Linked DNA regions of Mus musculus: regions 1, 2 and 3 are each linked to region 4. The links are chromatin contacts, called in public promoter capture Hi-C maps. All regions are on one chromosome and are shown on one strand. The core of a region is the stretch at or near the end of the contact, and the rest is flanking DNA. Distances in the headings are between cores, read along the strand shown.

What was found. Promoter capture Hi-C pulls out the DNA fragments that hold promoters and counts their contacts.
Region 1: a promoter capture Hi-C map of embryonic stem cells shows a contact between it and region 4, with 3 times the contacts expected there. The contact joins the promoter of Hexim2 here to the promoter of Nsf in region 4. A contact is called at or near these places in 3 of 39 promoter capture datasets (embryonic stem cells, hippocampal neurons and liver), 1 of 484 Hi-C or Micro-C datasets (cortical neurons) and 1 of 115 datasets of contacts at active chromatin or transcription factors (cardiomyocytes).
Region 2: a contact with region 4 is called in a promoter capture Hi-C map of pre-B cells, with 3 times the contacts expected there. The contact joins the promoter of Arhgap27os3 here to the promoter of Nsf in region 4. A contact is called at or near these places in 2 of 39 promoter capture datasets (embryonic stem cells and pre-B cells) and 2 of 115 datasets of contacts at active chromatin or transcription factors (astrocytes and embryonic forebrain).
Region 3: a contact with region 4 is called in a promoter capture Hi-C map of liver, with 2.2 times the contacts expected there. The contact joins the promoter of Fmnl1 here to the promoter of Nsf in region 4. A contact is called at or near these places in 6 of 39 promoter capture datasets (the 3T3-L1 cell line, hippocampal neurons, liver and 2 more) and 1 of 115 datasets of contacts at active chromatin or transcription factors (pancreatic cancer cells).

What each region holds. Positions count from the first base shown.
Region 1 is chr11:103,131,124-103,139,024 of GRCm38.p6, reverse strand. It overlaps Hexim2 (hexamethylene bis-acetamide inducible 2), which reads right to left and starts at 5,666. Exons shown (of 3, transcript NM_027658.2): 1 at 5,568-5,666; 2 at 4,884-4,990; 3 at 1-838. The coding sequence starts at 4,946.
Region 2 is chr11:103,341,866-103,349,007 of GRCm38.p6, reverse strand. It overlaps Arhgap27os3 (Rho GTPase activating protein 27, opposite strand 3), which reads right to left and starts at 4,255. Exons shown (of 4, transcript NR_045346.1): 1 at 4,089-4,255; 2 at 3,545-3,592; 3 at 1,963-2,153; 4 at 1-1,206. All of the region lies in intron 3 of Arhgap27 (Rho GTPase activating protein 27), which reads left to right.
Region 3 is chr11:103,168,814-103,176,457 of GRCm38.p6, reverse strand. Fmnl1 (formin-like 1) reads right to left here and starts at 5,320. Exons shown (of 26, transcript NM_001077698.1): 1 at 5,017-5,320. The coding sequence starts at 5,145. It overlaps Gm51919 (a long non-coding RNA gene), which reads left to right and starts at 5,882. Exons shown (of 3, transcript XR_003949776.1): 1 at 5,882-6,304; 2 at 7,427-7,576.
Region 4 is chr11:103,948,825-103,955,762 of GRCm38.p6, reverse strand. It overlaps Nsf (N-ethylmaleimide sensitive fusion protein), which reads left to right and starts at 1,707. Exons shown (of 21, transcript NM_008740.4): 1 at 1,707-1,793. The coding sequence starts at 1,782.

The DNA.
Region 1 (7,901 bases), core at 4,417-6,916, 820 kb after region 4:
GGGTCTGAAATGGGGCTTCAACCTTGGGCCAAGGGGTCCCTTCTGAGGCTGGTTTCTCCTGGTCACAGTAGCCGCCCTCTCGGTTCCACATCTCGTTCTCCTGACGCAGCCGCTGGTTTTCAGTTCTGAGCCTCTCCACCTCAGCAGCCAGCTCTTCCACCTGTTGACAGGGTTGCCTGCTGGAGCAACCCTGCAGCTGCCGGAGCCTCCGAGTTTCCTGCTCAGCCTGTGACAGACGCCTCTCTAGATCCAGGTAGTCTCGCACCAGCTCCTGCTTGCTGCGGCCCTGAAGGCTCTCAGTGTGGTACCGCTCATAGGCCTCAGAGAAGTCCCTCTGCTGAAATTCCCCATGGGCTCGGCCTTGCCCATCACTGTCCCCTGCTTCGTTCTCCCCACCGGAGCCAGAGTGGGAGGGCCCGTGAAGCACATCGAGGTTAGGCTCCTCCAGGTCACGATCATTCATGAGGAACTGGGTGGTGTTGTAGGGCGCCAGGGGCTGACCTTTGGCGAACATCTCCTCACGGACCCGAGAGGCCCTCTGGCTCTGCCTCTCATCTCGCTGTTGCTTCTCGGCCCAGCTCAGCTCCAAGTAGGGCCGCCAGTGCCGCTTGCGCTTCGATGGCCGCCTACGGTGCTTCTTTCGGGCCAGCACCGCCTCCACCGAACAGCCCCCTGGGCTCTGGGTTCGAGAACCCCTAATGTTACAACTTGAGCCATCGCCAGCGGGGACAGTCCCTTCATCCTCTGATTGGATCTCCTGTCCTGATGGCAGAAGCTGGGAACCACCGAAGTCATGAGGCTCATGGGCTATCTGGGGGCTCCGAAGACCACCGGAAGTCTAGAGAGAGGAAGGAGGGTGGGTCACAGATCACATGGCCCTGGGAGGGGAGTCCTTCCCAGCCCATGCAGGCATCTCATACCTGTCTCAAGTGGTCTCTATTTAGTCCCTCTCCCTTTTATAACAATTTACTAAATTAACTATCTTTCTTCTAGTGGGGAGGAAGGCACTTCACCTGCCTGGCTCACTGCCACTGGCCCTTTCTTTCTTTTTCTTTTTTCTTTCTTTCTTGATTTTTTTTCTTTTTCTTTTTTTTTTCTTCTTTTCTTTTTCTTTTTCTTTTTTTGAGACAGGGTTTCTCTGTGTAGCCCTGGCTGTCCTGGCACTCACTTTGTAGACCAGGCTGGCCTCAAACTTAGAAATCCACCTGCCTCTGCCTCCCGAGTGCTGGGATTAAAAGCGTGCGCCACCACGCCCGGCCTTCTTTTCTTTTCTTTCTTTCTTTCTTTCTTTCTTTTTTTTTTTTTTTTTTTTTTTTTTTTTTGACATAGCATCTCCATAGACCAGGCTGGCTTTGAACTTACTTGCACAACCAAAGATGACCTTGAACTTCTGATCTGCCTGCCCTCACCTCCTGAACGATGGATTGCTGGGTTTCTGTAGTGCTAGGGATGGAAGCTAGAGTTTCATGCATCCTGAGTAGCCATTAACTGAGCTACTGGTCACGTCAATGTCCAGAATGACACCAGATCTAGAGTAGCCTTCCACAAGCACTAGTCAATCAAATGAAAGACAGGGAGGCCAGATGTGGTAACTTGTAAATTGTGGATACTTGTAAATTCCAGCACTAGGGTGGCAAAGGCAGGAGGGTCAGGACTCCAAGCCAGGATCAAGGACAGCCTGGGTGACCCGAACACCACCACGGGTACCCACATTCAAAAGAGATTCATACTTGGTTTAATGCTCTGCTCTTCTTGAAATTGGGGTCTTCTCAGTGTAGTCCAGGCTAGCCTCAAACTCACCAACCTCCTGCCTTAGCCTCAATAACAGGTACACGAACCTATGACTAGCTCTGAACTTTGTAGGGTCATTGAAGCCAGAGTCTCAAGCATGCTCAGCAGGCGTGATGTCATTCTGCTATACTCCTACCCTTTTAGCTTTTATTGTGAAATAAGAGTCTCACTGCCAGGCAGTGGTGGCGGACGCCTTTAATCCCAGCACTTGGGAGGCAGATTTCTGAGTTTGAGGCCAGCCTGGTCTACAGAGTGAGTTCCAGGATGGCCAGGGATACACAGAGAAACCTTGTCTTGGAAAAAAAAAAAAGTCTCACTAAGTTCTCCAGGCTGAACTTGAACTCACTCTATCCAGGCAAGTCCACCTGCCTCGGCCTCCAGAGTTGCTAGGATTTAGGCCGGGGGTGGGGGGTGGGGGATGGGGGTGGGGGTTGAACTTAATAACTTTTGAACAGGGACTCCCCGCCCCCTCCCTGAGAATTAGATAACCAATCCAGCTTCCAGCTCTTTGCACGGTGGATCCTTTCCTATTGCCCACGCTTCAGCTGTAATGTTGCCTCTTCAGTGCCGCTCTCCCTGAAGATCCTATGACAGTGGCTCTCCCAGCTACCCTATCCTGTCACACAGGCAACCTCACAGATAGCACCCTGCGTGTTACTACTTATCAAATATCTTCATCCCCTAAGAACGCAACATTTTACCCCGATGTTCGGTGAACACACGGTTGTCTCTCTATTTATGGACTGTATGAGGTAGCAAGAGGTCCTAACCAAGGGGAGGTCGGTCGCAGACAGATTTCAGAGCTTTAAAGAGGGGGAGAGAATCCATCAATCCCAGGGCTTGGTGACAGGAGGCAAGCAGATGAGTCTAAGGCCAGCCTGTTCCAGGCCAGCCAGGGCTACACAAGGAGACCTTGGAAGAGGAAGAGGAGAGGGTGGGAAGGAGGGAGGGAGTGCACACAAGGGGCATCTGCTTATCTGTGTGGTGAGGGGCAGGAGTCCTGGGTGTGAGGATAGGGAACGAATTGCTCTAAGTTTGTGGTTAGAGAGATTTCTAATAATAACCACTCTCACAGTAGCATCTAAGCAGGGTCACTTTTTTACAGTTTTACTTATTATGTAAGTGTGTATGTGTGTATACAGACGCATCCTAAGGACATGGCTTGTGTGTGTGTGTGTATGTGTAGGTCACAGATCACTTGTGGGAGTTGGTTTTTCCTTCCTATTCTATAGATCCTGGAGGTTGAACTCAGGTTGTTGGTCTTGGTACGAGAACTAACTTTACCTGCTGAGCCATCTTGCTGGCCTCTGAGCAGGGGACCTGGGGGGGGGGGTCTGCTTTTGGAGACAAGCTGTTTGTTTTGGGGTCTCACTTGGTAGCCCAGGATAGTCTGGAACCCGTTCTGCAGCCAAGCCTGGTCTCAGCAATGCTGCCACGGTCTCCTGAGTTCTGGGATTACACACATGAAGCATCATGCCGACTGCCTCATTAGGTGTTTCAGAGATCCTAAGGGGATTCCAGGGGTGTGCATGTGTGTGTGTGTGTGTGTGTGTGTGCGTACTTGCGCGCTGTGAGATATTTGCAGTGTCCCTTCACCTGTAGCAGGAAGATCATCAATCAGATCATAAGGAATTGGCCTTGTCTTACTGGTGGTTTAAACAAACTAAGATGGCTCTGCTGCCCACCTACAGACACAACGTACAGGGATCTAAGGATAGCTTATTGTATGTTTCCGGTCATTTTCCTGTTCCCAGTCTTAGTTCCCTAGTGACTCCGGCCTAAAACCAAGCCAGCTCTGTCCCTCTGCTTATTCATTGTCTCCATTTTGAAGCTCTGACCCTCCACCACTATCACTATAAAAGATAAGTTCTGCTCTGTAACCTGCACGAGACATTCACCCTCTCTTGTAGCCTTACTTGACAAACGCCATAAGAAACCCAGACTAGGCTTAAATGGGTTAAAAGCCTCTCTGAGTTAAACACTGTCACACACACACACACACACACACACACACACAATGCCAGCACTCAGGAAGCAAAGGCAAGTATGTCTCTGAGTTACAGGCCAGCCTGGTCTACAAATCGAGTTTCACGGCAGCCAGGGCTGTTACACAGAGAAACGCTGTCAAAAAAACAAAAACAAAAACAAAACCCAGCAAACAACAATAACAGCAAAGGCCTGGGGTGTAGCTCCATGATAAAGCACTTTTCTAGCATTGGCAAGGCCCTGGGTTCAATTCCTAGCATTGTGAAATCAACAACAACAACAACAACAACAACAATAACAACAGAAACCAACTCTCTGATGTTTGGCTCTCTGCTATTTTGGAAGTGTGGTGATGGATAAGGGCCACCGAGAGCCAGCATGGGCTGGGACTCTGTGGGTTCCTGCTGTCAGCCCACATACTAAGTTGCCATTTACTGAGGACTTAGGCGCTTTCTCCCTCTCCTCTGAGGTTTTCCTGCCCTGCCTGTCAACCTGTACACCGAAATCTCTTGTCTTGACTCATTCTTGGTTCTCAGCCCGGAAAAAATAAATTTTTTTTTAAGTGCAAAATCTCTAACCAAGTTATTTGTCCTTGAGGTCACTTGTCATTGAGAGACAAGGTACTGTTATCAGAAGACCCTAAATGTAAGGTGGAATTTTGTTCCTCACAGGCTGCCTGATTCTGGAAAAGGTAGTGCAGCTCTCCAACCTCAGCTTCTGTCCACTGGAAATAACATCTACCTTGAAGGGCTTTTAGGAATTCATGAGCCATCATTGAATCACATTCTGGCCTACTTCCCAGAGCACAGTACAGACTCATTTAAAACACTGGCTTTCTAGCTGGGTGTGGTGGTGCAGGCTGTAATTTTAGCCCTTGGAAGGCTGAAGAAGAACGTTGTTGCAAGTTCGAGGCCAGCTGGGGATACACAGAAAGACACCCCCCCCCACCTCCCCCCTCAAGGTCTCAAACAAACGAAAATAAAATAAAATACTGGTTTTCTAAATCTACCAACCAACCAACAAGACAAAACAACAAAAGCCCTAGGATTTCAGCTATCTGACCCCACGTTTAGGGCTTTCAGGTGGCTGGGAGGGTGGGTACTTACCTTGGCCTCCTCCAGAGCAGCTGGTGACGCTGTGTTGCAGTTGGTATGGTTCACAGTGGCCATCTTCTCCTACTCTTGCAGCAGATGATGTCTTTAACTACTGTCACCTGCTTTGAACAACAACAGAAACCTAAGTCCTTAGGCAGAAGCTGGTTGGTCAGGAATTGTTTTGTCACAGCAGCAGCAGCCATTTTGTGGCCCCAGACCTGCATGGCCTTCACTTTCAAGTGAAGACTCGGAAGGCTGTTTCCATACTCTAGTCTTCACATTGCTAGCCAGCAAGGGACCAAGTGGGAGAGCAGAGGCCCTGGGCCTCTGCTCTCCTAATAAGTAAAGACAGGCTGGCAGTTAGGAGGGTAGGCCTGAGCTCTGTCACCCAGAAAGGACACTGCTTGGGGGATGCTGTGGAGAGGGTGGGTCTGTAGCTCCTGGAAGCCCCTATCTTGACCACCTTCAATCTCTCTAGGTTGGGACCTGGTCAGAGCCTATGGTTGAAGTCTTTTTGTCTACAGGGCCTGGACGGCTTCTCTCCTGTCTCAAGGAACGGGGAGCTAAAGGGAAGAAGTCTTCAAACTACATGCAGCTGACAGAAAGAAGAAGAAAAAAAATTCAATGGGAGTAAAAATGGAGTTCTTGGAGGAGGGAAAAGTCCTGGCAGGGAGATTTAACGAAGGTGGGACTGACCTATTTGCTGTCAAGGGCTTAGTGTACACCACTACCTCTGTGTGTCTTTCTGTGCGACCGCCTGTCCATGAGAGTCTCAACGCCTCTGCCCTATCTCTTGCTGCAGTAGCAGCAGCTCTGGCCAAGCCGCTAAAGCCCTAAGATGGGGGGGGGGGGAGGTGGAGGGGCGAAGAGGACAGCCTGGCAGCGCAATGGCTGCTGGGGGTTGTAGTTCTTCCACCCTAGGAAAGCTGCCCAGGATACTTTCAAGCTCCCATTACGTCAACAACCATGCCCAGGAACGCCAAAAAAAAAAAAAAAAAAAAAAAAAAAAAAAAAAAAAAAAAAAAAAACCTATTTGCCTTTGCGTGAACGTCCCGCGCTCACCGATCTCTTCTTTGATTGGGTCGCTTGTCTGCCAGTCTCCCGACTTTTGTCAACAACTAGCTGTGCGGAAGCACAACTGGACCCGCCCTGTCAGAGCTCAATTAAAGAGTTCATTGATGGCGTTAGGCTTTACCAGGGAGAAATAGAGATCCGGTCGCGGGGGCGGGGCTTGCGCGCGGAGGGATTCCCTAGCCTTGAGGAAGGCGACGAGCAGCTCGGGGGCCGCCGCCGCCGCCGCCATTTTGGGCTGGGAGGAGGCAGCGGAGGGACTCGCTGCGCAGTGAGAGCACCCCATGGGGGGTGGTCCGGGCGCGGGGAGAGGCCGGGCCGAGTGGGCTGCCTGAAGTGGCGGCGCCGGGAGACGGCGGGGAGTTGGGTCGGGGGCTGGGAAGGGTGAAGGTTGGCGTCTCCCCGGCCGAGCCCAGTCCTCAAACCGTCCCGGCAGCCTCTCCGCCTCGCCTTTGAGAGCGGCCTTTTGGGGTAATTACCGCGTATTTCCCGGGATCCCAGCAGAGGAGAGGCCAGTAAGACGGCTTCCCCTCTGCTGTGCTTCCACCGGGACGTGATCCTGAGGCCGAGGTCTGCCCAAGGCCTCTCGTCACCCCCATTCATCCCGGGTATGGCGGCCAGGCCCGGCGTAGCCGGACCCCCATCTGAAGGACGAGGTGGGCGCGACGCCAGTTGGAGACCCTGGCTCGCAGGGACGGGCCGAGGTTGCAACTCTGGCCGCATGCCCTGAGCAGTGCTAGTGAGCTGGAGGCTCCGAGGTTGCCCGGCCGGATTGCACCCGCCTCCCCACCCCCATACACCGTGTCCATCCCACTTCTCAGGGCTGCGAAAAGCAACAACCCTCTAACTTCTATAACAGCCACCAACTCCCCCTGGGACCAACTAGATCTGGGCACGTGGAAAGCTCGAGCTTAGCGCTTGGAAATTTCTGAGCTCTCTTGCCCTCAAGATTTCTCCCATCGAGCCCCGACTCTCCCAATGGCCTGACCTCGAACGTCAGCATCCGCTTTTGGAAACTCCTGAAGTGTGTCGCCCCACTTCAAAATTTCACGCCAAAGGGATGGGGTTATGCCCTTTGAAGGGTTGGGGGAAAGAAAATAATTTCAGTCACTACAGTCCAGTAATAGAAACGGAGTGGCCCATTTCGGGTACTTCAAAAACATCTGCTTGCATTTTGAAATCTGAGCCGTAACTTAGGGGCGAAGAGGCTGTGCTACAAGGGCAAAGGGAGTTAATTCCGATGTGATTTTTTTTTTTTTTTTTTTTGTAAGCCTACACCATGTCCCATTTAAAGTCTTGTTCCACAAACTAAAAAGAGTATTTTCTGTGCCACTGTCTCATTGTTACTGAAGCCATCTCTTCTGTAGATGCAGAAAGTACTTAAGTAGAAATGGCAGTTTTGATCTACTTTATGTGTTATATAGGATATAGGGGAGACCTCGAATAAACTTACAACCTAACATTATAGCACTGCCAGCATTTAAAAGGCTCTCTTACTGAACTTGTTTCTTAAAGATTTCCAGACTACACCTTCAAATGATAGCTTTGTAGTTGAGCTGTCAGTTAAAATTGTGCCCAGGTAAGGCTCTGAAGTAGGTGGTTAACTAGCCATTGATACCTGTGAGTACCTTGTAATGAATTTTACTGCTAGTTATAGATGGTCTTAACTCCTAGGCCCTTGCTTTAACAGTAGGACCCGGGAAAGTTTCTTCAGGGTTGAAGGACTGCCCCTTGTATTAATAAAAAAAACAAAGTCTTTCCAGCTGGATGTGGTGGATCTCTTAAATTTGAGGCCAGCCAGCTCTCCATAGAGAGTTTCAGGCCAGCCAGGGCTACTAGTGAAACTTGAATAGTCCTAAATGGGGTGAGAGCTTCCTAGCTATAACTAATTTTTCCCTCCATACCTCATGGTTTGAAGAAAAATTTTAAAGTCTACTGTGCAAACAAAACAACAAACAG
Region 2 (7,142 bases), core at 3,006-5,505, 610 kb after region 4:
AGGGTGAAAAACGGTTTTAAAAAGCTTTGAAGGTGGTCAGCACGGTATAATACCAGCACTCACAAGGTAGAGGTGAGAGGACCAGGGGTGTCTTAGCGTTTCTATTGCTGTGATGAAACACCAAAAGCAACCTGGAGGGGAAAGGATTTCTTTGGCATACACTTCCATATTGCTGCTCATCTTTGAAGGAAGTCAGGACAGGAACGTGGAGGCAGGAGCTGATGCAGAAGCTGTGGAGGGGTGCTGTTTACTGGCTCGCTCCTCGTGGCTTGTTCAGCCTGCTTCACAACATGAAGAACTGTATTCTTCATGGGTCGAAGTATTTTCTAATTGAGGTTCCCTCCTCCCAGGTGACTTTAGTGCGTGTCAAGGTGACCTAAACTATCCAGCACCAAGAGTTTGAGGCCAATCTGGGCTATACAGTGAGTCAGGCCAGCCTGGTCTATATAGCTAGACACTGTCATTAAATAAATAAATGCAAGCAAATGAAAGGGTTGCAGCAGTGGGACAAAGGGCTGAATGAGTGATCGGACTCAGCATCTCACACATGGGAAGTGCTCCACCACTGAGCTCCACCCCAGCTCCGTTCCCTTGTATTTCCTTTTATCCTTTTGCATGGGTGCGTGTAGGTGTATTCTCATGTATATGGGTGGCATGTAGTTGTATTCTTATGTATGTGGATGGTCTGTAATGTTCTCATGTATGTGGGTGGCATGCAGTTGTATTCTCATCTATGTGGATGGCACGTAGTTGTATTCTCATGTATGTGGATGGTGTGTAGTTGTATTCTCATGTATGTGGATGGCATGTAGTTGTATTCTCATCTATGTGGATGGCGTGTAGTTGTAGTCTCATGTATGTGGATGCACAGGTGTGTGCATACAAGTGGAGACCCTAAGCTGAAGTCAGACACCTCCAGGCGGGTCTCCGGTTACTGTTTCTTTGTCAGACCTGGGAAAAGCCTGTCCTTGTCTCCCTTGCTGCGATTACAGGTGGGCCACCACACCCACCCAGCTCTTCCCTGGGGTCTGGAGATGTGAACCCCAGTACTCACGGTTGCACGGCAGATGCTTGCTTTACCTGCTGAGCCATTTCCCTAGTCCCCCACTTTCCCTTTTGCTTTAAGACGGACCTGGTTAGGAACATAGTTCATCCATCGATAGAGCACTCGTCCAGCTTTCGAAACGCTCTGGTTCAACCCCGGAGCTTCAAAAACAACACAGAAAACTGGGGGTGCGACCCAGTTGGTAAAACGCTTGCCGAGAGTGCATGAGGCCTTGGGCTTGATCCTCAGAACCCCATAAGCCAAGTGTTTAGAAGGAAGGGAAGTGTATGAATCTCTGTGTGTGTGTGTGTGTGTGTGTGTGTGTGTGTGCGTGTGTCTGTCTGTGTGTATGTCTATCTGTCTCTGTGTATGTGCATGTCTGTCTGTCTCTGTGTGTGTGCATGCCCACCTGTGTGTGTGTGTGTCTGTCTGTCTGTGTGTATGTCTATCTGTCTCTGTGTATGTGCATCTGTCTGTCTCTGTGTGTGTGTGTGCGTGCCCACCTGTGTGTGTGTGTGTGTGTGTGTGTACTGTCTGTGTGTGTGCGTGTGTCTGTCTGTGTGTATGTCTATCTGTCTCTGTGTATGTGCATGTCTGTCTGTCTCTGTGTGTGTGTGCGTGCCCACCTGTGTGTGTGTGTCTTTCCGTCTGTCTCTCTTTCTCTCTGTCACACACACACACTCACACAAAGGATAGAGAAACCAAGTTTATAAAGCACCATCAGGACCAAGGTGATTAAAAAAGAGGAGTGGACAGAGGTTGGAAGTGAGGCCTCCATAGCCTGTGAAGGCTCTTCAGGCCCAGGTTAGGGAAGCTGGCTTGAACAAGAGGTCCCTGTGCCCTGCATCGAAATGAGAGAAAAGTCTGAGGGGTGTGTGGGTAAAAGGCAGCCCTGGTCACACTTTCTTACTCTGTACCTTGGCTCCACTGGGCAGCCCAGAAGTTCCTTGATGGGCTCTGCGGGGCCCTCTGCCAGCACCCCTAGTGTGTGCCAGGAAGGAGCCACACCCAGCTCGCCCACCCAGGAGGAGGAGGCCCAGCAGGCAGCTCCATGAGGTCATCCAGAGGCTGGGGCAGAGTCCGGTGCTTAGGGTGCCCAATTGGAAACCTAGAATCAGAAAAGCAGAAACACACCCAGCTTTCTCCCCAGGGCCCCGTGGGTGTGGGAACCCAGAGGCCAGCTGTACTTTCACAGAAACCAGCCCTGGGGGTGGGGAAGAGGACAGCCCCATGCTATACAGCCAAAGAAACTAGGGCCCAAAAATTCCAGCCAGTGCTCGCTGAAACAGAGCCTACCCAGACCCCCACACCTCTGGATATAGTCATTCTGTGTTTATCAAGATAATTCAGCCCCAAACCTATCGTGTTCGGGATTCTGTTGAGGTGAGCACCTGCCTGGGACCACACAGTCACTCCAGATAGTAGTGAAGTGCTCTGCCCAGGGCTGTGCTCTCGTACAGCCGTGAGCGTGTAGCTCTCTCCGTGGCCTGGGTGGACACGGAGGGTTACTCAGTCACTGGCCTACAGAAGGTGTAGTAGGGGAGGGACCCATTGTGTGACAAGATTGAGATAAAAAGCACAGTCCTTCCTGCTGTCTCTCCACCCAGTCTGGGTAGCAAAGAGTGGGCAGGCTTAGAAAGTGAATGGAGGCCTGTTCCTGGCTGAGTATTTGATTTGTGTGCTCTCTCTCTCTCTCTCTCTCTCTCTCTCTCTCTCTCTCCCTCCCTCCCTCTCTCCCCTCTCCCACCTCTCTTTCTCTTTTGCTTTTCTTTAGAGAGAGATTCTCACTAAATAGCCAAGAAGCTACAATGAACAAATTCCAGGCTACCTTCCAATTTACAGCCCTGCCTCAGTCTCCTGAGTGCTGGAATTACAGGCACAGGCTGTTCTGTGCAGTATGTTTTGGGGGCCTTTACTGTGCCTCTCAATCCAGGGGGCAGGATTTTCCCCTTGCACTGTCCCCTTCCCCTCCCCTTCCTTGGAAGGTTTTGAAGATGAGGCCTGGAGAGGGAAAGGGGGTGATTGACAACTGGTCTGTGAGACAGATGGGGTGATTGGTCTGTGCAGGTGGCTCTGCCCCCTCCTGTTCTCAACATGGTGTGCTTGTGGGCACCAGCTGTGGTCATCACCTCAGCTTGTTAGGAGAGAAGTCGAGATAGCCTGAGAGCTAGCCTGTGCACCCAGAGTAGTACTGGCTTCCCGGGAGCCACCAACTGGGGACCATGTACCCTGGGGACTGGGTTGCTGATAGAGCTCAGATATGGGTGCCGAAAGGGCAGAGGGCCACAGCGCCTCAGCCCTCCTGCGTTCTCACCGAGTGTTTCAATCCTGCCCTGTCTCTCTGGGGTTTCTGCAATGGGAGAGCAGGCAGGGGTCAGAGTCTACACTGGAAACAAACTGGAGACTCAGAAGCAGGGCCCAGGAAGGAGGCACCTTGGGGAGGGACAGGACAGACAAGATGGTCCCCAGAGACTTGGAGACACAGCTATAGCTACTCACCCAGGGCACGCTGGGTCTGCTGTGTGTGGCTGGGATTGGAGTGTGCACCTTAGTGAGGGGATGAAGGGAGGAGAGATCAGAAGAAAGGAGCGGGTTGCTGTCCTACCTCCTTTCCCTCAGTGGAGGTGAGCGGATTAGGCACTTGGATGTAGAGACGTCTATGGGGTTGGATGTATGTGGCCACCCAGGAGGAAGAGGGCCAATGTGCCTTGGTAACCAAGTCTGGAGGAGACAGAGCCAGGTGGTCGAGTGGGAAGACAGTGGTGTGGTCGCTGTCCCTTCTGTTCTCTTGGCTGGCAGAGTCTAGACACCAGCTTCCCCATACCGCATGTGTCCAAACCCCTTCCTCATCTGAAACGTCTCTCTCCACAGCCTTCCTCTTTCCCTTCACACCCTCCTGGACCTGCGGCAAGTCCACAGCCACTCACAGTCTTGTGTCTGAGCCTCAGTACACCAGGCTAGCCCGGGGTTGAAGCCCTCTCCTCAGAGTTTCTTTCCACCTGTCCCCATCTGAGCCTCATCTTCCACGACACCCATGACTTACACGTGAACGATTTGGTAGAGGCTGATCCAAGCTGTGTCTGGGGATGGAATGCAGATCAATCCAATGTGTCACTGGAGCACTGAGCACAGGGGCAGGGTGGTCGGGGGGAACAGCCAGTGGAGTCCAGGAAACATGAAAACACCCCAACCTGAGCCACCCCACACCCATCAGGCAACTCTGTCTCAGGCACTTCCGCAGCCCTGACAGGAAACCAGCCGCAGTCTCAGCCTCCCGCCATCTCCGAGGCAGCTTCTTGTTTCCCACTTGCCCTGTGCCACCTCAGAGTTGTGGTCCCCGGCTCCACCCCCCTAAGCTTTCCCAGGCTGCATCCCAGCAACTCAGACAGGGCCGGGATGGTGGATATGATTTCAAAACTGGTCAGAAGGCAGAGCCGGGCCCTGCGGGCACAGGTAAGTTAGCAGAACTCGGGAAAGGCTGAGCCTCTGAAGGGGCGGCCTTCTGGGTTTGGAGCCGCAGTGGGTCTATGCCGCACTCTTTTAGGAACTGATTATAAAGCTCAGAACAGGGCATGTTGGGGAAGAGGGGGGGTGTCAAGACATTCTTCTCGGAGGCCTTTTCTGTCTAACTTTCCCGTCTGTCCTTAGAAGGACAGACAGAGAGTTCTGAGATCCACAGCGTGGATGGGGCAAGAGAGACGGGGCTTCTACCACTGTGGGCAAGGGAAGGGAATTGAAGACAAGGGGCCCAGGACCATAAAGAAGTGAAGGGGAATTTCTTGGCTCAGTTCTCTGACCTGAGGTGGCAAGGCCTCTTCCTCTTCCCCACTCCTGTACCCAGAGGTTACAACTTAGGAGCCCTTGATACTATTTTTAGGCTATGGCTGCATGCAGGTCTCCAGAGTGGGGGCCTGCCATGTTCCCCTGAGAGCACAGTGAAAGAGCCTCTGCAGCCTCAGCAGCAGTGAGAACCCAGCAGAACCAACCATGCTAACAGAGGAGAGCTGCCTTAGCCTGCCACCCAGGCTGGGGGTGTGGGGAGCTCACAGAGAGCTCTGGAGTTTGAAGGATCATCATGGCTGCAGCTTGCAGACCACCTCAAGGAATGGGGGTCTGCCTGTTTGCCTCTTTGAGGGTCCCTCTCTTTCATCCCAAGCATTTGGTGTCTCTGGGGCAAGCCTGTCTTCCTCCTGCTCCCACCTTATGATTCTGCATTGTCTCTTCTTGGGGTAGCCCTGTCACTCCAGGGACCTAAACCTCCCTCCCCCCCTCTCTCTCTTCAGTATCCCCCATACCTGCTGGTGTGTCCTATGTTCGAGACCCCTGTTAGCTCCCATAGCCTGTCAAGCATAAATCCCTGCTCCAAAGAGCCCAGTACCACGTCGTCATCGCCCTATCACCCATGGACCCTTCCAACCCCAGGCCTGGAATAGGCAAGGCCACAGCCCTGGTGTGTCCAACTGTGACGCAGGAAGCGCATCTGTCCTCTCTGTCCCCTGTCATTATGGTTTCTGTCCTATCCCTTGAAATCTCCTGAGCGCTGTGGCTCAAAGCCGCATCCCAGCTATCCCTTTCTCACATTCTGTTCTGTGTGAATGTGCTTATTTCTGGCATTTGCCACAGAATTGACTTGCCTATAAAGCCGTGTCTGAGAAGATCTGATATGGGCTTCAGGACATTGCTTCACCTGAAGGGGGCCCCCGTGGCACTGGGCACACCATCCTATGTCCTACTCACAAAGAGATGCATGCCCAGTAGGGACTAGGGAGATGGCCCAGTGGGTAGAGCGCTCACTGTGTAACCATGACGCCCAGAGTTTGTATCCCTGATACCCATGTAAAAGCCAGGTAGGTGGGCATGGAAGTCTGCCTGTGATCCCAGTGCTGGGGAAGCAGAGATGGGATCTCTAGAGCAAGGTGGCTAGCTGGACTAGCCAAGTCAATGAGCTCTGGCTTCAAGGGAGAGACCCCGCCTCAATATGTAAGGTGGCATTTATGTGGAGTTAAGTGGAGGAAGAAAGCAGTGTCAGCATCAGGCCATACGCATAGATGTGTGCACGCATACAAACATATACATACATATACACACTACATATACACAGAAGGAAAGAAAGAAAGAAAGAAAGAAAGAAAGAAAGAAAGAAAGGAAGGAAGGAAGGAAGGAAGGAAGGAAGGAAGGTAGCCAAGTAAGGTAGGTGGTCAGCCACCCAGCCTCCAAGGCAGCATGCCACTGGACCCGAACAAAGTGATGAGCAGCTTAGATCTCTCTCCAGAGAGCCTGTGACTCGAGGCTCCCCAAGAAGCAAAGTTAGAGTGAGCAGGAAGGGAGAGAGAGGAAGTCAGGCGAAGGGAATAGCCTCCGGAAAGGCCAGGAAGTGGCTGGGGACCTTCTTCTGGAGAGGCAGGGGAGCAGCCTGGTGCAACCAAAACACAGGATGCCACATGGGGTTTGGGGTCAGGGAGAAAGGAGAAGTGGGTGGAAGTCTGTCTCCACCATGGGATCCTAAAGGGGTAACGGAGGGGAATTGGTGGGCTCAAACCCTCTGCATCCCAGGAACAGGCCAATTTGGCAAAACTGAGACCTCCATGTCTCACCAAGCCTCCATTTTTTTAAAATTATATTTTATTTATTTATCGGGTGCCCATGTGTGAAGTAAGAAGGTAACTTGGGCTGTCAGTCTTCTGCCTCCACCAAATGGGTGCTGGAGTTCAAACTCAAGCTGTTAGGCCTGGCATCAAGTGCTTAAAGGCACTGAACCCTCCCGCCAGCCTCCGGCTTTGCCATCTCTCTCAGCAGTGCCCGACACTAACACGCCGCACTTACCACACCTGCATGCACCACACCTGCCTGTGGACCCTGGAGGCCGCTCGCACCAAGCTGGGACTTAAGTCCATTTGTTCTCTGCTGCCTGGCTCAGTTCCTGCCACAGAACAGAGTAATCTTTGTAGGATGAGTGACCGGGGTTGGTGGCGGGGTGGTGGTGGGGTGGCGGTAAGATTAATTTATTTGTATGTGTATGAGTACAAACACTCATGTATGTACATGCACCACGTGTGTGCCTGGTGGCCCAGGAGGTCAGAAGAGGGAATCGGTTATG
Region 3 (7,644 bases), core at 4,071-6,570, 780 kb after region 4:
GAGACAACTTTATCTCCCTGCCCCGCCTCCGAAGACATCAGAGACAGACCCCAGCTGTACTTCACCGAGCAGACTCATGCTCTGAGCCTGCCACTCCTTGCACTGTGGGCCTTGTTGATTTCTGAGACACTGTCCCAGGAGACCCAGGGCTCTGGCCACATCTGGACATGACCACACCCTACAGTTTTGCTTTCGGCTTTTACAGAATCTGGGCCCCATCCCACTACCCCACCCCTTCCCCCACAGCCCTGCCCCTTGAGGTCCAGGAAGCTCCTGAATGTGGACCCCCAAGTCCAATGTCAGGTGACCCCAGAGCTCAGCATGACAGGCCGAGAATTCCAAGGCTCCTCCGTCCTCCCCCCACCTCTGTGAGGTATCGACCTTGGCATTCAAGCCGTTTCTGCACAGATGCAGAAACAATTAGTTGCACGCATCACTTAAAATCCCGGATACAGCCTTACAGGAGCCCTAACAAGCAGTTCCAGGCTTAGAGGAAGCTATGCTGTAACCCAGCCTGCATCGGGGACTGAGGACCCCAAAAGCTACCAGTTTCTCTCATCTAAGCTCCAGGTTCTCCAGAGGAGAACAAAGGTCAAAGCGTGTGGGAGCCAGAACACCACACCTCACCATGCACATCGCCCAGCAAGAGAACAACAACAACAACAACAACAACAACAATAATGAACATCCCCTAACACGCCTTTGGTCTCACTTCCCTCTAAGTATTGTAACCTATTACCAACTCATTTAAACACCCACAGCAAGCACACCAGTTACTATTATAACCCCAAGTCCCAGATGGGAAACTGAGGCAAAGAGCTAGTAAGTCACTTGCCCAAGGAGACCTAGATAACAATATGGTTTAAAAACACAGGGTTTGGGTTTTTTGTTTTTTTTTTTTTTTGATTTTTGGTTTTTGGTTTTTGGAGACAGGGTTTCTCTGTGTAGCCCTGGCTGTCCTGGAACTCACTCTGTAGACCAGGCTGGCCTCGAACTCAGAAATCTGCCTGCCTCTGCTTCCCAAGTGCCAGGATTAACGCATTCATCACCCCTGCCCGGCTAGGGTTTGGGGTTTTTTTCCTCCCCAAAATAAGGGCACTGGGGTCCTGGCTGCAGACAGCCCTAGCCCCAATCCTCCATCTGAGAAACCAGGAACAGCCAGAGTAGCTTCCTGCCACCCAGTACCCTACACTTCCTGTTGTTACCCACACTGAGTTCTTATTCACTGGGGGGAACCCCCCCCCAGCACACTATGCGTGTAGGGAAGTGGAGGCCTCCCACCCCCTCCTCGGGTGCACACCGCTGGCTGCTGCTACCACCGTTAGCACCAGGCTACTCCACCCCTGAAGGGGAGCTGGGCCCTCCCTCTCGTGGTTTCCGGCCTCAGGCAGTTTTCAGTCTGGGCCTCATGGCTTCTAACCTGTGTAATGACAAAGGAGGCTGCCTGGCCTGTGTTAGCTGAGATCTGGAGGTGACTCAGTCATGCCTGGCAACCTAGGATGTTCTTGTGGGGGAGGGGCACGGGGCCTTGGGGAGGCACCGGACAGCTCCCCTCACTCACTGTAGAGAATGGTTACAGGCACTTGCTCCTTGATAGACCCAATACCTAGCCCTCTACCTCCGCAATCCTAGGAGGCCGCCATATACCTATTATCCTCTTTTTAGGCGTGAGAAACACTGGAACTTGCTGTGAACTTGCCCAAGGTCGCACACACGAATTAAGCAACAAGGATGAAAGTCATCTGCCAAGCTGCCACGGTCCCCAACTCCACCCCCCTTCAAAGGCAGGGAGAACCAAGCCACCTTCCAGAATCTTGAATTCTCAAGAAAAAAAAAAAAATGCAGAGGTGGCCCAAGGGCAAACACCTGCCCCTGCTCCTCTCATCCAGCCCTTTGCCAACTGACCCTGGGTGCCACTGTGAATCATGCCCACTGCCCTGCATTTCAGGCCAGCATGTGCTAGCTATGCCTGCTGGGAATGTCAGCCATGGCCTCTGCCCAACCCAACAGCTAACCACAAGGCCACACCCCAGTGAGATCCACTGTAGGAACAGTCCACCATGGGGACCGAGTAACACCCCAAGCACTAAGGGGTCCACCTTTGTCACTGCCCAGCAAAGTGGAGTGTCCAATCTTTTCTTCATCACCAGTCCCAGAAGTGGAAGATAGAACTCCAAAGACCTCTAAAATGCTTAGAGCTGTCCGGACTGCCTCAAACTACCTGATAAAGTGCCCACGTCCTGGGTATGAGTAAGAGCCCCCCAGTAAGCCGGACCCTCACCCAGCCCTGCCTGCATACAGTACTACTCAGCTTCACACAGACACCCTTAGGCACTCTCCCTTATTCCTTTACCCCAGGTCCACAGGCATCAAATCACCGGGGCCCTGTAGCCAGCCGTGTACATTGCACTCCTGGCTGTCCTGGACAGGGTGGCTTGCCATCTCAAACCTTTGCTCTGCATGCCTCTCAGAGAAGACAGAGAAGTGTTGGAAGACACCCAGCCTTGGGCATGGGCGTAGGAGAGGCGAGAGCTCAGAGCCTGGCTGGCTGGTGTGTTTCCACCACCACAGCAGGCCTGTGTAGTTGGGGCAGCCATCGCTCCTCCGCGGTTGCTAAGGCAGCATTCGAAACCCTGGCTCAACCTGCTCTTTCTTGCCACCCCCATTTTAAGCAGGGTACCCCCTTTCTTAAAGCCTTCTTGGAAAGGTAGTACCCCACCATCCACCCTTGATGGGAAAATGTCTCTTTGCTCCCCTTGCCTGGCTGGTGGAAGCACCCCAAATCATAAGGAGAGCACCGTGGCTAAGAGAAGAGGAAGTTTGGGGAGTTGGGAATCCTACTCCCTACCAAAGACGAAGAGGCTAAACTTGAAATGACAGGTTCCCAGGGCCATGTGACTGGGGAACTGTGTTCCCCTATCAACACTGGGGAATCCATAGGGTGGGGCCCCCATAACAACTTCAAGTTCATTTCATGCTAGACAGTCCCTAAAGACTGCGCATGACCCCAAGAGTAGAGGTCAGATGGAGCTACACCCACTGGTAGACTCCTGATTTCACCAATCTTTAGCCCTGGGTGGCCTCAGGCAGAGGTCAGGGCCGTTAATCCAGGTGGGGCTCATGACCCTAATGGTGAGGGAACAAGAAAAGCCAGTTCTCAACTGTGTGACCTGAAGATGAGTTTACCCACCCCCAGAGGATAAGGGACAGCTTTGAAATCCAGGGGACCGGAAAAGGGATGGGTAAGCCCTGTGGGTGCTGCTGCCCTAGGCTTCCACTGAGCCACCAGGACACTCTGGAAGGTTCTCCTGACATTCCCTCCAAGCCCTGGCCCTCAGGGGTTTTCAGCAGCATTTCCTATCCGACCATCACAGCCGAAAATCCACCCAGGGCAATTAAGTCTTGCACTTGACTTTTGGAATTTCCACTGGTCTGAATTATTCACAAGGCTCCTTCCCATTAGTGTACCTGACCTAACAGATTGGCCAAGAACTATCCCTTATCCATAGACACACCCATTAAGGGAAAATCGAACCCATGGCCCTCCTGACAGGCTGAACCTGCCATCACCCAGGCTCCTAATATGACCCCCTCCCCCACTTGCTCAGCTCTGCTGAGCTTGGCCAAGGCCTGGATCTGAGGAAGAGGGAGTTAGGGGCAGGTGGAGAGACAGGGAAGTCCAAAGCTAGCCTAGTGTGAAATGTCCCTCAGAGTCCCTATTTGTCCCCAAGTTGAGCACTTGTGCCTTCACAAGGAGAGACCCCGCCCCATCTCAGAGGTCCCCCCAAGCTCCTCCTCTCCTTCCGAAGCCAGGATTCTCAGGAACTGTTGCCCCTTTGAGACCATGCAAAGGATCTAGCAAGTCAGGCCTACTGACTCGCTCGCTTGCCAGAGAGAGGAAATGCTATCCAGGAGGTGTGGAGGACAGAGGGTCAGCACTTCTTTGCATCCAGAGTGAGCCTCCTCTGGACTCCCATCCTCAGACCTGCAACATCAGCCTACTGAGACTGGAAAATGCCTCTAGGAAACAGCCCAGCCTTCCCCACTGTCACCCGGTGTCCAGCCAGGGATGCCTAACAGGGATGCCACTGGGCAGCCACCTACAGAAGACAGCAGGAAAGAGTGCTGGGGTGAAGAGGAGGAAGTGAAAAAGACTGGCCTTTCCCCTCCCCTACTTCTGCCTCCCAATGCCTGCACAGCCCACCCTATCAGAAACACTTTGAACCACTTAACTCCATGCTCAGAGTTGATGAGTTGATGGCTCCCTCCCAGAGGCCCAGACTTCAGCTGCTACTCCATCCTAACCCACCCTTGCCTGCCCCAGTTTCCCAAGCAAGTGACAGCCAAGAGGGAGGGGAGCCTTCCAGATTTCTGTTCCACTCCAAGCCAGAATGACCAGCCTATCCTGGCCCCACCCTTCCTAAGCTTACTCCTTTCAGTGGTTGGGGGTGGTCCATGATGAGGGAATGACTGCAAACACCCATTCCGGGACATGGTGGGGGTGATAAATACAAGTGGAGGGTCTAAGAGTCCAACTCCTACGCCAGACACCAGAACAACCCAGGACTGAAGGCTCCACTAGGTCTACAGCTTCCAGAAGGTTAAATTATAACCCCTTTCCTCTTTGACCCTGAGACGCAGAAGGGCAAAGCGCTCCAGACTTGCACCCAGCCGCTGGGCCTGCGTGCAGTGGAAAAGTGGGCGCCAGCCCCCTCCCACCTGGGGCGCGTTTGGAACTCAACCTTATGAGACATTTTTGACACCTTTAGAACTAGGAGCATAGGAAGGGGGTCGATGGGGGGGTCTCTTAAGAAAGCTTCCTGGAGGGGGCTAAAGAAAGTTTCTTGGGGGGGGGGGTGCCAAGTCACTCTGAAAGATGACAGTGTTACTCCTACCCCTCTGGAGGGACAGCAGGTGGACCAGGGATCTCCAAGCCGCACCTGAGTCCCAAGAGGCGGGGACGCATGCGGAGCCCCTGTCATCCCTGGCTCCTGGTGCGCATCAGGTCACACTCACCAAGACCCGCGTGAACCTCTCCTCCAGCTCCCCGGCCGCCGGCATTGGTTGCTTGGGGACGGCTGGCTGCTTCGGGGGCGACGCGGTGGGGCCCGCGGGCTGTTCGGCGCTGCCAGCCGCGTTGCCCATGGTGGTCCCCACCCAGCCGGCCAGGCGCCTCCAGCCTCGGAGATCCAGTTTTCCCTGGGGGTCGCGGACTAGGCTCCGGGAGCCTGGAAGCGAAGGGCAGCGCTGTGTGGCGAGGCTTGGCTAGGTGGCTCTCGGCTCAGCGGCGTGCAGGGGCCGGGGCGCGGCGTCCCATCGCGGCGGCCCCGTCCGAGGGAGCGGGCGGCGACCGAGGCTCGGGGAGGAAGTAGGGTTGCAGGCGGCCGGGGCCAGAGGGCTGGGCCGGGGGCAGGAAGCTGCGGCGCGGGCTCCCCCCTCGGCGATTTTCGAACTTCTGCTGCCGCTCCCGGTGCGCGCAAACCGCAGTTCTCCGCCGCGCACCCGGCCCCAGGGGGGCGGGCTGCAGGGAGGGGGCGGGCGCGGGCGACGGCCGGGGGTCCTCCGCAGCCATGGCGCGCCGGCTGGGGGCTGCCGAGCAGTGCACCTGCGGCGGAGGGGGCGGCCGCCGATGCACCTGCCCGAGCCGGAGCCGACCCAGGCGAGGCCGAGAACACAGCGGCGCGCTCGCCCGGCGCCTCCGGGTCCTAGAACCGCAGCTCTCCACCCTAAGCCCGGCAGTAGGGGGGTCCCTAGGCCCGAGCCTGGAGGAGGCAGACCCCCGGGCGGAAGATTGTCCAACCAATCCGCGCGCGCCTTAGAAACCTAAGGTGGCGCTGAGGTGCGGTTGGTGGGCGTAATTGCTGCTGGGGGTCCCCCTTTGGGGTCCCCAACTAAGAAGATGGGAACCCCCTTCCAGGCCCCCCACCTCTGTGTCTCTCCTCCGTTGGGCCCAGAGATGATCTGAGGACCAGAGGGAATTATCTGCAAACAGGTTGGAGGACAATGACATAGGTCAATTGAGACCTGACCAGATGTGACTGTGCCAGCATCTTCAGCAGTTTTAGACTGGGGGCACTCGTGGAAAAATGAGGTTGGCGAACCTGGAGATCACTGTGGTGGTGCCAAGGAGAAGTAGGGCACTAAGAAGGGTTAAAGGCAGCTGCTAGGCTGGGGGAGGAACAGGCACCTCAGATGGGTGGAAAATCTTGACACTGTCACCATGAGGGACCTAGGCTGGCTGAAGAATGACAATCTTGGCTATCTGATAGTTACAGAAAGATTTCTGTGATAGTGACCAGCAAAGGTAGGTATGGATGTCCTTGTTTCTGTAACGGTAACAAGGGGCCTTTCCGTAGCTGTAGCAAGGGGTCTTGTCCAAGGCCACACAGATAATTAGGGCAGAAACGAGCCTCTCTGTTCATATCCAAAAATCTATAGCCTCGGACTCTTCTTATTTAGGGTAGGAGAGTGGAGAAGGGGTAGGCCTTCATAACCGGGGCTCGAACTCCATCCTGAATTAACACCTCTAATTCTCCCACTTAATCTGTGGGGCTCTTGAGTCAGCCCCTCCCTGTTCTGCCAGTCCATGGGGTGAGGTGCCCTACACTGAGGGAGCCTTGAACTTTCTCTGTGCCAGCCCAGGGGCTCTAAATGGCTACTCTAGGTCATTCCCACCTCTCTAGTTCATACTCAAAGCCACTGACAAAGGATTCAGCAGGAACTGGGAAATTAATTATCTAATTATGAGGAAAACCAGACACAAACCTGCACGCTCCCCAGCTTGACCTGATTAAAGCCTTCCTCCTGCCAAGTTCACCATCGCCCCTGTCACCATGGGAGAGATAGTCTCATTTCATGTCCTGAGCAAGGACTTCCAGGGTGGGTGGAAACAGGGTCTCCTGGAGCCTATAGGAAGGGTACCTGCCCTATGCCTACCTCCATCTTCCTTAGCCTTGACCTTGGGCCTTGCCTGAGATTAGTAGTTGAGAGATTTTTGTTTATTTATTAAAGACTGTACTTCCTGATTCTTCCATAGCTGTCTCTTTCAATTCATCAACAAATGTTTCCTTCGAGCCCCAGCTGTGTGCCCAGCTGTCTGCTTACTGATGGGGCTTCTGGGACTCTTAAGGTGTCCCTAACCTTGGACACAGCCTAGCAAGGAACGGATTCAGAAGCTGGGAGGGAGGGTATCTGCATTGAAGTACTTGTGGGGTCAGTGCCCATGCCTCCTCTGCCCATCACTGCTACTTTGAGGGACACCGAGAAGCCAGAAATTGGGCCTCTACTGCAGTAATTGCCAGCCTGCATCCTCATTGCCAATTGCCTCCCACCCAAAACCTGGTGGAAATAAAGCTAAACTGAAAAGGGCCTATCATGTGGGAAATTATCATATTAACAACCCTACATCCTCCCTCCTGCTGACTAGGAACGTGAGTTACCAAGGAGATGTGATCAATCATCACCTATTCAATTCTGTTGGCTTCATAGAAAGCATCTTCCCAAAACATGGACCACAATGGAGAAAATTCTACCAGCAAAGCTTGGTTGTCAAGTTTAGGAACAATGTTTCCTTTCCGTAAGTCTGCGTTGCCCCCTTCCGTGTGCAGGTGGTATGACAGGCAGGACGGACTGATGGCTGTGGTG
Region 4 (6,938 bases), core at 458-2,957:
TTTTGGTTGAATTTATTTTTTTTATTTTTTATTTTTTTAAAGATTTATTTATTTATTATATGTAAGTACACTGTAGCTGTCTTCAGACACTCCAGAAGAGGGCGTCAGATCTTGTTACGGATGGTTGTGAGCCACCATGTGGTTGCTGGTATTTGAACTTCAGACCTTCGGAAGAGCAGTCGGGTGCTCTTACCCACTAAGCCATCTCACCAGCCCCCGGTTGAATTTATTTTAATGTGTGTTAGAAAACAATAAACACAGAAAACAGACTTCACCTTAAGAACGCAAGCTCCCAGTTTCTTTTAGGTCTTACTGGTTTCACTGTTAGGTATGTTATATCAATGAATTTAATAATCTTTCAGATGCAAAACTTGAGTAGAATTTCAATGCTAAGATGATATAAGAACGTAGATCCTGTACAGAATTCTTGGAAAGAGAGGTAACTCTTGAGCAAATATAATTTTTGCTTAGTTCTGAGTCCTTTCTTAGAGACACTCATTACAGTGAAGATATTGATAGTGTGAATGGTTCTGACTTACTGACTTACCAGTTACTAAAAACTGGTCCCTATCTTGACCACCCTAGCATAGGAAATACCCCTGTAGCTCCCTTTTATCCCTGTCGGTGTGTACACCCTTTTGTTTGCTGTTCCCTGGGCCTGCTGAGTGCTTCTCAGGACTGATTAGGCTGCACCCCCTACCCCTAGTATCTCCCTTTTAGAGTATTTCAAGGTCTTCAGGTTTGCTCCCAGGAAGAGGTACCCATTCCATCCCAGAGACTTTCCTCTAAGAGGGTTCCTCCAACTTTACTTTTCCTTTTAGGGAGTAATCTTATTGAATATCTCATGTATTCTCATAGATATCATGTCTTATTTTTACATGTTGCATACATTTTAAATGACATTATATATTTGTAAGGGGACCCAAGAGTACTTTAGAGAAAAGTGCTGAAGAGGACATAAGGGAACGGATATGAGGAGGCTATGTCAAACATTCCTCCTTAACCCTGAAGTCCTGCTACATGCTAAAAGTCTCACTTTCAGCCTTGGCAGGACAGGGTACACCTGTCTTGTTTCCTGTGTGAGACTTTTACTGCTGTGCTGCTTATAGAACTATCTTCTGGTATTTTGTCTTATCCAAATCATTTTAGTTTTTCTGTGGCATTGTTTTTTTTTTTTTCCTGAGGACTCAAAATAGAGTTTTGAACATGCAGAGGTGGATGGCGGAATACCAATGCACGTTAAAACAAACGAACAAACAAACACCTTAAAAAAGATAGAAGTTGTGCTTATAAATGAAAATATCGAACTATAAAGCTAGCGCATATATAATTATGATTCACTCTCAAAACAAGTGTGCCTGCAAAGAAAAGCTCGGATTCGAATAGAATCCGAATTCAGAACCAGCTTTTAGCTATTGCGCGCCCCCTCCACAGTCCCCTTTGGGGGAAAGGCCAGCAACCACGCGGGGTTTTCTCGGCGCATTCTGTTTTAAGAGGTCTGGAAGCAGAAAGCTAAAAGTCCATTAAAAGGCCACGTGGCCAGCTTTGTGAAAACCGGGTAGCAGTGAGGCGGCCAGCTTGTCTTCAGCCAAAATGGCGGTGCTCGGACTGCGCGCTCGCACGGGATGGGGAAGGGCGTCGGGGACGCGGCCGGGCGCGGGCGCGGCCTCCCGGCGGCTGCGCGCCTGCGCGAGGGCCGGCTGCCGGCGAGCACGCGCGCGGCGGAGGCGGGCTCAGCAGAGTGCGGAGCTGCAACCTGGGAGCCGGACGTGTCCGCGAAGATGGCGGGCCGGGTGAGTGGCGGCCGGGCAGCCCGGGCTCGCAGCGGATCGCCCGAGGTCGCGACTGCTGCGAGGTCCACGAGGGCTCCGGGGAAGGGGCGCGAGGCTGAGCACCCAGGAACGCTGAAGGAAGGGAGGTCAGAGCAACGCTGGAGGCGAGACAGTGTAGCTGCGGCAGGGGATTAGCTCTGCTCAGAAACTCTGTCCTCCCCGAGGGTTGTCTCTTCGTCCCCCGGGTCTCCAGTGCTTCCCTTGTCATCCCCTGGGGCTCGTTTCTCTCGTCCTTCAAGCATCTTGAGGGTAGTGGCCACTGGAGCCCCCCTCTGACGAGCGCTGTGTGCCCTCCACACTCCTCCGAGGGTTTCTGAGGTGGCACTGCCGGATAACCGCGGGGTGTAGTCTGCTGCAGTCAGGGCGAGGGTGTGGGAACCCATTTCTAGTTCTTCCTAAATGAATGTTATGAAAAGAGGAGGGGAGGTCTGCAAATTACTTTTACGGCTAACCTTAGACCATCTCCTGGGGAGAAACATATCAGCTGTGAAGCAGCAATGTCTTTCGTGCAGATGGACTTGGGGTGTCACGTTTTGTTTTTCTAAATGACAGTCGATTCGAATGCAGCAGGCTGTGTTGTAGTCTCAGGGATTTACATTTTACTTCCCCATTAAGCTCGTAGGACGGCGGGGTAGGATTGGGGTTGGCGAGGAGAGATGGGGCCAGGTCACTGCTGTTATTGCAGTAGGCATCAGAGCTAATATCGCTGATGGATGGATCCTGCCCAGAGATTGCCCTGTTCGAAACCTGGGGACATTAACTGCGTCATTACAGACTAACGTTGTGCTTGACTGATTCACTTACACCTGAATATTTGAATAAGTTTGCATACATGTATGCATATATGTAAATGTCCTGTCTAAAGAGAATTGTAGGTCATGAGATTCTAAAGTCCCAAAGAGACGGTAGAGGTCATCAGACTAGCTCCATCTTTTTCTCTTCCTTTTTTCATAATCCCCCTTTTATCTCAAGCTGACCCTTTTAACTATTTCAGGGTCTGTTTTTGCCTCCTCAGGAGCCCCTCTCCTGAATCATCAGCCCTTCTGGAATGCACTGGTCTCTTAAACCCTCCCTCTGCCCCCACAGACTTTTCCTCTAACCATTTTTTTTCCCCCAGTGGCAAAGTCTGGTGATTTTCTGTGTGTGTTGACTCTCATTTGCCTACCACCTGCTACCTCCTGGGCCCACCACAGTCGGACTGAAATGCATCCCTAAAATTCATGCCCATTTCCCAATCCTTGTTACACGTGATGTCTCAGAGCGTCTGACAGTGTTGCCCGTCTCCTCCTTAATGGAAGACATTCTTCCATGGCTTCAGTAATGCTGGGCTAATGTTTTGACTCATCTCTCTTTCGGAGTCACCTTCCTCCTCCCTGTCATTCAATTCCCACACTCTGTTTTATCTCCTCTCCTCAGCTAATCCCTTCTGAGCCAAAGCTACAACTGTCTGTATGCCTGAGGTGCTCAAGCTTTCATCCATCCTCTACAGAACTGCCCTCTAAATTCCAAATTGATGTGTGGAAGTGTCTGTTTGTAATCAAGAACAAGGATGGGTGATCACCTTTGATCCTCACAGAGGCAGGAGGACCTCTGACAATTTGAGCCCAGCCTGGTCCATATAGTGAGTTCCAAGACAGCCAGGAGTACATAGACACCGTCTCAAATAAATTAAATACATGAGTAAATAAATAAAATAACTAATTCAAGACTATTTGAACTCTAGTTTAAACCCAAAGCTGTGATCTAAGCCCACTTCCCTGGTACTTTTTCTGTTTTTCTCTCATTGAATGATACCATCACCAGTGGAAACCTGGCGGGTATGGGATGACTGTGTGTGTGTATGGGTGGTAGGGGCACATGCATACCCATATGTGGCAGTCAAAGGACAACGTTGGGTTAGGATTTACCACCCACGCTGTTTGAGCCAGGGTTTCTTTGGTTGTTCGCCCCTGCCTATGCCAGGCTAGCTGGCTTTCCAGCTTCTGTGGAGTCTCTCGACCCAGGATTACAGATGTGAGCCATCCTACCTGCTTTTCAGTGGTTCTGGGGCTGTGAACTCAGGTCCTCACACTTGCAGACCGCGTGCTTCATCCAGGAGCCCTTCTCTTCCCTATTGTCTGTCCCTCTTGCCGCATCCCCTGTATAGTTCACCACTGTCTTCCCACCTGCACACTAAAGAAAATAAAAGTGGTTTTTTTTTGTTGTTTTTAAACGAAGGATTTAATCAGGGCCCAGAAAGGTAGGCGTGGGAGCATTGCTGCTGTAGATATCCTAGGTACCCGCTGCAATTGGTGTACCCCTCTCCCTGGTCAGTTTACCATTCGGCATCCTCGTCTCCACCCCTTTTTCTCTCTGTGGTCTGAATAGCTGCAGGAAGTTTCCTAGTCTTCTCCTTTTGGCCTTCTGCCCCTCTTCCATCCTCCATGCTGGTTACTCTTCCCCAGCCCCTTACTGCTTAAACCCGTCCTCAGTTTAGTTTTGGGAGAAGATGAGATGCTTAACAAGGCGTTAGAGGCTCTTTGTGGTTTTGCGCCTGTTTCCCTCCGCTCACTTTCACTGTCTGTGCTCAGGTTATATAAGCCTTTCAATGCCTTGAAGCTTCAGTTGTCTCTCTTACCACAAGGTCTTTGCTGGGCTCGCTCTTTGTAATGTTCTGCCCTTAACCATTTACCTCCTACTCAGAGAACGCTTGGGAAGCCTGTGATCTCAGGCTGTAAGTTGTGATACTTTGTTACATCGTCTTGAAGACCTGTGTTCCTCTCTTAGAGCTTTGTCTATTTCTCACTGTGACTCTATCATATTAGTATGCTGTATCCTGTGTGTTGGCACATGCCTGTAATGCCAATGCTTGGGAGCCAGAGGCAGGAGGATCACTGTATGTTTGAGGCCAGCCTGGTGTACATACTGAGTTCTAGGCTGGCCTGAGCCATAGAATAAGACCCTAACTCAAAAATAAAGTGCTAGTGTTATTATTTGCCTCCACTTTATGAGACCGCTCTAGATATTTATGCTAGGTATTTTACTCATTACCTGCTTTATACACTTGTGTTTGCGCATCAATTTGGTAGAAATTTAAAAAGAATTGTTAAGTGCAATACATTTTAGAAAATTTAATTCTTTAAAGCACTACTAACATATGGAATTTATTCTTTTTTTTTTCAAGCACTTAAGGCGCAAAGGTGAAAATATATTATTGCTTTTGCATCTGTTTGCTTACATACGAGCATGCGCGTCTATGCCGTAGCACATGGGTGGAGCTCGAGGACAACTTGTGCAGTGAGGTCTTTCCTTCTACCATGTGGGCTCAGGGCTTGGGTTCCGGATGCCGGACTTGGTGCCTTTACTTGCTAAACTGTCTCACCTGTCCAAAGGTATATAATGTTGCTATAGAAAGATGGTTAATTGACAGAAGAGTGAGCCCTTAGATACGCTCGTATTTGTAGTACACCAAACACTTGCTGTAATGCTGGTTATTTTTTTCTTTGTTTTTGAGACGGTCTCCCAGTATAGCCCAGGCTGGCCTGGAGTGCACCTTGGAGAATACACTGACCTATTCACAGAGATCTGCCTGCCTGTGCCTCCAAATACTGGAATAAATGCTGTGTACCACTCCCCACAGCCCTGTAGCACAGCTCCTAAACACCCATACTCTGTGTTGCTGACATTACACTTAATATAAAGCAAAATGATCTCATCAATGTAATTTCTGTTTTTGTCCTGATTAGCAGAGAGGCTGGGCGTTTTTTTTTTCTTGTTGGTCAATGGAGAGTTCCTCCATGCATTATTGCTTGCGTGTGCACTCTTTAGTTCGGATATTCATATTTTCTTTTTATTTGTATAGTTTTCCCTTTTGAGGGGGGCAGGACTTGCTTTAGATTTGTTAGCTGCAGATAGTTTCTTTCTTTTTTCTTTTTTTTTTTTTAAAGATTTATTTATTTTATTTATATGAGTACACTGTAGCTGTCTTCAGACAGACCTGAAGAGGGCATCAGATCCCATTACAGATGGTTGTGAGCCACCACGTGGTTGCTGGGAATTGAACTCAGGACCTCTGGAATAGCAGTCAGTGCTCTTAACCGCTGAGCCGTCTCTCCAGCCCTGCAGATAGCTTTTTGATGACCATTTTCTTCATTTATTCATAATGTCTTAGATTTAAATGTCATTGTTATATTTGCCCATTTTAAGGAAAGCTTCCTTTGAAGTCACGAAGATCTTATTTAAGTTTTGTTTGCTTCGCCTATTTTTTTGTGATTAATTTATGTGTAAGTTAGTTTTGTATTTGGTGTGAATTATGAAGTTAATTTTATCCTTCCATCTGCGAGAACAGTTGTCCCGCTGTGTGTTTGAGTCCATCCTTTATCCACACTGATTTGCGATGCTCTCTCTGATTCAAAACCCATGGCCTGTGTGGAGGTGGGGTTCTAAGCCTGGGCTTTACTCTTCCATGACTCCCAGGTATCTCCCGGAGTGTACTTCTTCCTCCTTTTAAAGATGGCATCCGTTTGGTTTTGTGTGTACATGTGTGGTTGGACATGTGCAGGGCATGTTTGTATGTGTGGAGGTGAAAAGTCAAAGGAGTCCACACTCTCCTTCTACTGTGTGGGTCTCGGGGATGGAACTCTACCTTGGAACCATCTTTCCCAGCCAGCTGGCTCCTCCTTCTTTTTCCACATTTTACACTTTCAGCCATCTCCATGCTTCTTCTTCTGAAGAGAGTTCCACTCTGTCTCTCTTGCTATCGACTTTGACCTGCATTTCCGCCCATGTTTTATAAAGATAGCTACAAAGACTAATCAAATTCAGCTAAATACGTTTTTAAACCGATTTTATCTTTTGTGGGGGGCGGGGGGGTTGGTTTTCAGTTTTAAGGCAAAAAGTATACAGTTTGTCGCCACTTTTAGCTGTGCACAGGAAGCAGATGACATGGCAGCAGCTCTTTAGGGACCATGCAGGGTGTCTCTGTCCTCAGCTCCTTTAGAACAAACTCAGTGGATCTCACAAAACAGGGGAGAAAATGGGAAAACCATTCAGGTAAGAATAGTGGGCTTTGAGATCACTGGACCCATGGAATGTTTTACAGAGACACCGGTGGGATTTGCTTTTGTT